Linked DNA regions of Mus musculus: region 1 is linked to region 2. A link is a contact called in public HiChIP or PLAC-seq data. All regions are on one chromosome and are shown on one strand. The core of a region is the stretch at or near the end of the contact, and the rest is flanking DNA. Distances in the headings are between cores, read along the strand shown.

The links. HiChIP or PLAC-seq counts read pairs in DNA pulled down with a chosen protein or histone mark.
Region 1: a contact with region 2 is called in a FOXA1 HiChIP or PLAC-seq map of pancreatic cancer cells. The contact joins two enhancer-like sites. A contact is called at or near these places in 1 of 115 datasets of contacts at active chromatin or transcription factors (pancreatic cancer cells) and 2 of 9 other capture datasets (liver and pancreatic islet).

What each region holds. Positions count from the first base shown.
Region 1 is chr6:115,974,341-115,978,594 of GRCm38.p6, forward strand. It overlaps Plxnd1 (plexin D1), which reads right to left. Exons shown (of 36, transcript NM_026376.3): 3 at 4,139-4,254; 4 at 3,818-3,918; 5 at 3,603-3,732; 6 at 2,230-2,407; 7 at 2,030-2,138; 8 at 1,611-1,713. Among named protein-coding and RNA genes, the nearest start is that of Plxnd1, 19 kb to the right of the region's middle. Within about 2 kb of position 1,476, at least 43 of the 459 cell types and tissues checked have an H3K27ac peak or open chromatin away from gene starts, as enhancers often do. A contact at or near this core is called in pancreatic cancer cells, where this site is marked.
Region 2 is chr6:115,715,600-115,719,535 of GRCm38.p6, forward strand. No RefSeq gene overlaps it. Among named protein-coding and RNA genes, the nearest start is that of Gm24008, 6.3 kb to the right of the region's middle. Within about 2 kb of position 2,277, at least 261 of the 459 cell types and tissues checked have an H3K27ac peak or open chromatin away from gene starts, as enhancers often do. A contact at or near this core is called in pancreatic cancer cells, where this site is marked.

The DNA of each region.
Region 1 (4,254 bases), core at 226-2,725, 260 kb after region 2:
CCCTTTCCAGGAGCCAGGGGTCCCGGAGGATATGCAGACCCTCTTGCCTGCCGTCTGCCTGGGAGGCCTGGCGCCTCCACAGCTAACTGGCACTTAATTAAATGCCAAGTCGAGCACTGGTTCAGACCCTTGCACAGGCCTTGGTGAAGCTGCCTCTTCTCCTGCCAGATTACAGTAATGCTCTCCGACAGCCCCTCTGGGGCTGGCCCACTCCTGCCCTGAGGGAGAGCTGCAGACCTGGAGAACAAGCCGACTGCCAGCATCAGACACACCTCCCAGCTGCTGAGCTCCTATGCAGGTGTCAAGACCCACACAAAATCCTTTTAGGAGATGTCTCTGCTGGGCACCCATGCACAGTAGCCACAGATTCTAAAATCATCTAGGTGCCAAGTATAGGGCTGGTGCCTCCTGGAGTAATTCCAGATATCTAATTTAGCCCTTGCTGTGGGCCTCACTTTACAGAGGGAGAAAGACACAGAAAGGGTCAGCAGCTTGCCTGGGATCACACAGCCACAGGTCAGAGCTAAGGCTTTGAGCCTGTGGTAGGAAAGACAGAACTACATCTAATTGGCTTTTCCCCAGTGCTTAGCACAGACTTCAGTATACAAGCAGCACTCAGTGAGCGCTGGTGGATTGTAAGGTGGGCCCCTGGTCCTTCAGGGTTGGCATGTACCAGGCAGATGCAATGGATACTTCTGGTCTTCAGCAGCCACCAAGTCCCTGCTGTGTATGCAGCTTAGGGTTGTAGGTAAGGACATGTCATAACTAGGATGCCCCCCAACCCCAGAGCCACAGGGATAATGGGCCTAGACTAACCATATCCCAACACCCAGAGCGTCTCTCAGTATGACCATAGGCCACTCCTGGGCCTGTCAGTGAGAAGCCCTGTTCTGTGTGCACTCTGTGAGCTGGGTGTGGTTTCTGCATGCTGCTGAAGGCTGGCCTGAGGGTCCGGCTGAGGCTGTGGCAGCCCCTCCCAGGGTGCACAGCCCTGACATAAAGCAAGGGGAGGTATGTCTAAGCTCGAGGCACCGCTACTCCCCTGCTAAGGTCTGGGAATTTCACGTGTGACCCCTGAAAGAGGGAGGAGCCTTCCAGGGTGAAGGTGACATACCATGGGAACAGAGCCATGGGTCTTAGTACCTAACTCTATATTTCAAAGAAAGGCAGAGGGATTTGGGTTCAAGGCCTCCCAGGTAGGTGGTCTTGAATAAGCCACCTCCTCTTACAGCCATAGGGACAAAAGATTGAAGTGTCTGAGAAACCGTAAACAGGGGATGACAATGTTCCACCCTTAGTATCTGCTGTGGATGAAGGGCACAGCTTCAGCCTGGCTCGGACTTTCCAGAAGGTCACACTGTAGCCCTGAAGTGTCGCCTCTAAGAACCAGCTTTCCTGGAGTAGTTACCCAGAGAGATTCAAGGGCAGGGGAGGAAAAAAGGCCACCAGCTTGCCCAGCCACAGGGACTGGCTGAACACGCAGTGATGAGTCAGTCCCCTGCCCCACCCCACCCCGGGCTGTTAGTGCAATGCCAGGACTATGGTAACTTTAAAATCAAGAGAAGTGGGTACTAAAGCCGTGGGTGGGGTAGACCCAAGACAAGACTTACCGTGGGGTTTGGCGAGTCCTGGCACTGAGACTGGTTGGAGACACATGAATGCAGCTGGATGCACCAGGAGCAAGGCCACTGTGTGGACAGGCAGCTGGTACAGCTGGAAGACAAGGGGTCCCTCAGAAAGGATGACCCTAGTGCCTTGGAGAAAGGGGGCAGATGGGCCATCTTGCTTGGTAGTGAGCTTTCCACTAATGAGAGGTATGCAAGGGAGAAACAGGTAGACTCTTTTAGTCTGCCTCTGCCAGTCTGGTGTCAGTTTGCAGGGCCTGGCTGGTCAAAGCTTGCTACATGCAAGGGAAAGGTATGGGATCCTGTCTGTTGTGTGTACTGCATCCCGTCTGTTGTGTGTTCCAGGGTCTGAAGCTGTTCTCCAAGTTGTGTGGGGCCTGTTCCCCCTCCCGCTGCCCACTTACGCTGTATGGGGGTAGACTTGTCCAATTCGGCTGCAGTCGTAGATGGTGAAATTGGCTGAGACAATGTTGTGTCCTTTGACCCTTACAGACATCTCAACGGTCACGTGGTCTGGAAAGTAATCAGAGATACAAATGTCGTCATCCACAGGTGATGCTGGCAGGGTCCCACCCTTGGGCTGGCATCACAGCCAGGCACTCACCCTGGCCAGCAGGAAAGGATGGAAACTGGGCCCTGGGCAGGAGATTGCAGTAGGCAATCTGATGATCATAGGCAGGGCCAGGTACCCGGGCCACCGTTCGAACGCCATTTCCATAGTCACAAGCCATCTCCATGCCGCTGAGGCTGGGCAGGCTTCCTGAGATCTGTAAGATCATACCCTGGGGGAGAGATGCCCTCAGGTGAGGCCCAGGTTGTGCCCCTTACAGATCCTATCGCAGAGCATCTGTCTGATCCTGCCTGAGTGTCTCTCCGAAAAAAACAAAACAAAACAAAAAACACAACGGTTTGTCTCGAGGGAAGCCAAGGCTCTCTACTCGGACGACACCCTGGGGCTTTAGTGTTTCCACTTGAGGCTCCTCATCTCAGAGGTCACACAGGCTCTGTCAACCAGGCGTTGCGACACAGCTTGCAATCCCAGCACTTGGGAAGCTGGGGCAGGAGGATTGCTACAAGTACAAGGCTGGACTGGGCTATGGTATCTCAAAACAGAAGGCCTCTGCAGCACACGCTTGCTAGGCCCCCACTCTCCAACCCCAGACACGTGGACCTCACTCCCACCTTAGGGCCCCTGGACTGTAGTTTGCTATGAAGCTATCTTCCTCATACTCCACACCCTCTCCCAGAGCAAGGCTGGTGGGCACCGTTTTCTTGCCTACCATTGTGCCCCACCTGACTCTATTCTGCATGCAATCCCACCTCTATATTTTACCTGTCCTATTCTCTCCCTTCAAGAGCACTTCAGCTCCTCCCAGGCCAAGGGTTGGTCCCCAGAGTATGTACTCACACGGCACCCAGTAAGTGCTCAGTACAATGTGAATGGACAAGGGGATGAGTGACTGTGCCTATCCCAGGCTGCCCAGGGATGAGGCCAGGGCAGGACTGACATGTGACCTGGTGGAGTAGACCAGTTGGACCACTGGAACCCCTTGGGGTGACATAGGATGGCCCTGTCCTTAGAGGAGTCAGTGAGGAGGGGCTGGGAGGGCCCTAGCTGTTGGGCCACCCACCTTGCTGCAGGCATGAACTAGCCACCAGCCCTGTCTGTCCCATATCAGGGATAAGTGATGGCCACTAACACTCCCGGAAGAAGACAAGAAGGGTTAATTTTCTATCTGGGTGTCCCAAGTCAGCATATTCAGAAACTGCCATTTAAACGCCAGCAGTGGCCCTGTGCACTGCTATGTACTCAGGTTGCATGGTCCTAACTGTTGACTAGGTCTTGCAAGAGGCCAAGGCAGAACCTTGAAGAGGTGGCCCAGCCGGAGATGGTGCCTGGCCCTTGCTGTGAGCTTCCTAAAGCCTGGCTGCCGCTGGTTGTGCCCGTGGGCTTTAGGCTGGTGTGGCTCCACTCACTGTGTAGTCCCGGTGCACATCAATCTCCGAGGGCAGTACTGTCATGGCAGGGCAGCGGCTGGGGCCCTCACTGGCACTGGTCCAGAAATGTGGCTGGCTGGAGTTGGTGCAATCCTGCTGGAGTGTGCACCTGCAGGCACCGTGGGGTCAGGTCCTAGGCCACGGCCACCGCCCCTACAGCCCTCCCTGCCCTGCCGTCGGCTGAGGGGCCTCACCGGGTCTCCAGAGTGCACCAACCACAGTAGGCATCGGCCGCACCCACGCAGTCCCCGCAGGTGGAGTGTACCTCACACGCTGCCACCTTCACTCGGGCCATCTGTAGGCAGAGGGGGCCCAGCTGAGCAAGGGAGCCACCTCTCCCTCGTGAGGCTAGGGTAGCTAACTCTGGAGGTATTAGTAGAGGGTATGTGGGGGAAATATAGCCTCTTTGAAGCAGCGTGTGGGCAAAGATGGAGGTGGGGAAGGAGGTGTCCCCGACAGGAGGGTCAGCATGCGCAAAGGCCTGGCACCAAAGCTGGCTGGCTATGGTTCCTCACCTGGTGGGATGTCATCAGGTATAGGTAACCAGGATCCATGGGGTCAAACTGCATGACGTGATGCACAGGCTCCCCATAGGCTACAGTCAGCACTCGCCTGCTTACTACCTGCATGC
Region 2 (3,936 bases), core at 1,027-3,526:
TCTCTGTCTCTCTGTCTCTGTCTCTCAGTCTCTCTCTCTCTCTCTGACTCCCTCTCTGCTTCAGGTCAGGGGACATCATAAAGAAAACTGGCATCAATATTGTCATGTGTACCTTTTGCCACATTTCCAATTATGTCTGAAGCACAGTTGCTGGATCACAGAAGGACGTCTGGAGATAGGATCGCCTGCAAGTCCAACGGACTTCAAACTTGATTTGATGCTAAGGGTAGCCTTGAACTTCTGCGTCTTGTCTACACCTACCAAGTGCTGGGATTACAGGTACACATCACCACACTGTCTAGGAGAGCCATTCTATGGCTCCTGCTAGTGGCAGCCAGACTGCTTTCTCAGAGTGAGGCCCCAACACAATTGTAAGTTCCTCCCTAACAGCAAGCTCTTATTTAAAGTGGTTTTCTTCACTTGCTAGAGAAATTACTCCCTCCCCAAAGTTTTAACATTAATTTATCTGGTTATTAGAGACAATAAACAGCTTCATACCTTTAAAAAAATAAGCTTTTAAAATAAGAATAAAAATGATGATAGGTTGGGCATACCTTTAATCCCAGCACTCAGGAGACAGAGCAGGCAGGTCTTTGTGAATTCAAGGCCAGCCTGGTCTATACAGTGTGTCCCAAGCCAGTCAGAGCTACAAAGTAAGACGCTGTCTCAAAATATAAAATAAATTAAAATATGGTTTTAAATATTTCTTTTATACATTGGATTGGGGAAGACATTTGCATGTCATCCTGTTTAGTCTCCATGCATCTCCGGTGTTATTTTTTTCCTCTTTCTCTTACAGACTTATTTTGTTGTTAATTACATGTAGATCAGCATGTAGGGAAATGGAGACATGCATGTAGTGGTGATGTGTTTATTAAAAGATAAAGAGGGGGGATATGTTTTATGGCTGTGTGGTGAGGTGTGGGGGAAGGAGCCATCGCAGGGCCCATGCTGAGGCATCCCTTCCTCCTGAGGGACCAGCTATAGCACCATAGTATAGAAAAGAGTTTATTCAGGATATGGGGAAGGGAGTTAGGGTAGTAGAGGTGGAGAAAGGCAGAGAGAGAGGGGAGGGGAGGGGAGAGGAGGAGAGGAGGGGAGTAGAGACTGGCCATGAGGAGGACTGAGCAGGAGCAGGAAGGCAAGAGCAAGAGAGAGCAAGAGAGAAAGGAGGGGGCAAGCAGCCCCCTTTATAGAGTGTCAGACATACCTGGCAATCCAGGTAACTGTGGGGCAGAGCTTAGACAGAATGCTAACAGTGGGCATCCAAAAGATCCCCTCAGAGGCCAGAAATGTGCTTTGGCTCTCTGTAGCTGGCGTTGCAGGCTGCTCTGAACTGTACGGTGTGTGTGCTGAGTACCCTGTGCAGGAGTTTAACTGTGATCCATTTCTCAATTTCTTTCTCCATTTGTTAGCCAGATTTCTGCTTCTTTGACAGTTCTGTAGAGAACCAAATTAAAAAGAGGAAAGCTTCGTTCTGGCTCATGGCTTCAGACATTTGGGTTTGTGGTGAGGACAAACATGGAAGCTGGAGCCAAAGGAGGCCGGTTGCCGAGTGAGTGCAAGAGAGGCAGGAGAGGGCTGGAGCTGGGCGGCAGAGTCCACGGAATCCAAACTTTCCTTCCAGGGTCAGGGGCCCTTGGGAGATCACGGAGGTAAACAAGAGGTCACCTTCTGGGAAAGCAGAAACTTGCGAGAATCTGGAAGGTCTTTCTCCAGCTTTCCAGAAGGAATAAACAGCTGTTGGAACAGACTCTGAGCAGCCCAGCTGCAGAGAGGAGATATCTTGGATCTGTCAGCTGCCTGCATGGTGTACAGAGCGCTTCAGGGTTGCTGCTTTTGTGAGTCGTCACTCTGTTTGGGGCTTTTTGGTGATGCAGCTGTTTTTGAGCCACACCTGGTACTGTAAATAACCCCTCACCCACACTCCTGTTAGCAGACCAATAAAATCTCACTAGTTTAACCAAGTTGGACCTTGGTGTGGATGTTTCTTGGTTCTGTCATGGGGTTGGTTCCCTTTCTGAGAGAACAGATGTGTGTGTGTGTGTGTGTGTGTGTGTGTGTGTGTGTGTGTGTGTGTGTGTGTTTGTCTCCCCAGGAAGTCTATCACACACAAAGACTGGTTCCCTTTCTGAGAGAACAGATGTGTGTGTGTGTGTGTGTGTGTGTGTGTGTTGTGTCTCCCCAGTAAGTCTATCACACACAAAGACTGGTCCAACCAGTCCCTTTGAGGACGTGCACCCAATGATCTCACAGCTATTCAGGTAAGCCCCGCCTCTTAAAGGTCTCAGCACCTCCTGCTAGTGCCACAGGGCCAGCCAAGATCCGGGCAGCAACGCCCCGCACATTCTACCACGGAGCCCCAGCCCAGCCGCTTCACAGTGGATTCTTCCTGTGTTATTACTATTCCACAGGATTTGCCTAATACTTATTTACCCAATACTTATCTGTTAAAATAACAAACCTAAGAATGGTCATTGCAACCCAAATCTTTCTGTTTTTACAACCTGAAGTCTCAGCATGCTCCAGGCAAACTCCCTCCTTCCCATGCCTTAATTGCCTCTTCATTTGAGGGAAACACCAGGGGGTTTGGAGTCCTACGGAAAAGATCAGGGAAGAAAGGCGATCCAGGGCTCAGCACCCCAGCCCTGCCGATCTGACCTCGTGTTCAGGAGTACTCCACTTTCCCACAAAAGGTCAAGGACGCTCAAGACTCAACAGAAGGCTCCAGGTGCCAGGAGCGAGCCTTGCCCCAAGCAGGTGCAGAGCTGAAATCCATCGACTGAATCTTAGAAACTTCCTGCTCAATGTTTTTCTCTGTTGCTAGGAAACCTGGTTTCCTTAGCTGGTCACCGGTTAGCACCCCCTCTTGTGTCCAGAAGAGCAAAGTTCATGGTTTCAAACTTACTCCCTCCACTTCCCTCCACTTCCCTCCTCTCTCTCTCTCTCTCTCTCTCTCTCTCTCTCTCTCTCTCTCTCTCTCTCTCTCTCTCCCTTTTCTCCCTCTGTTTCTTTCCTTCTCTGACTTTCCCTCTCTGTCACACACACACACATGGGCGCGCGTGTACATGTGGATGCAGGCGGCCTCAGAGACCACACATGTTGGATCTTCCTGGAACTGGAGTTGCAGGTCACTGTGAGCAGCTCAATGTAGGTGTGGGGAACAGAACCCGGGTTCCCTGGAAGAGCAACATGCACACTTAATCACTAACTCATCTCTCTACTTAATTTTTATCATGGAATACGTAGAAAAGTATCCAGAAGTCTGGCATGCCTTTAATCCCAGCACTCAGTTTTCAGAGACAAGAGGATTTGAGTCTGAGGACAACCTGTGCTACCTGTAGATTCTGTATCTTAAAAACTAAAGAAATGAGAGGGGCTTGGTGGCCCTTGGGAGGCAGAGGCAGAGGCAGAGGCAGAGGCAGAGGCAGAGGCAGAGGCAGAGGCAGAGGCAGAGGCAGAGGCAGAGGCAGAGGCAGAGGCAGAGGCAGAGGCAGAGGCAGAGGCAGAGGCAGAGGAGGCAGAGGCAGAGGCAGAGGCAGAGGCAGAGGCAGAGGCAGAGACAGGTGGGTCTCTGTCAGTTCAAGGGCAGCAGCCTAGTCTATAAATCGAGTCCAGGACAGCCAGGGCTTTGTTACAGAGAAACCCTGTCTAGAAAAACTAAACTAAACAAACAAACAAAAAACAAAGACAGAGGACTTTGCCACTCCCTTATTCAATCAGACATTGACTGCCCAGGAAATCATACATCTCCCGGATCTGCAGGGCTGTGCCTGCATTCTTTTTGCTTTGTGCTTAATTATCAGAATACATATTTAAAAATGGGAAGTTTGTGTAAATAAAGTCACACATTTCATTCAATCTAATGTTTATGGGCACTGGAGAGAAGGCTCGGCCATTGAGAGTGATTACGGATCTTGCAGAGGCCCAGAGTTC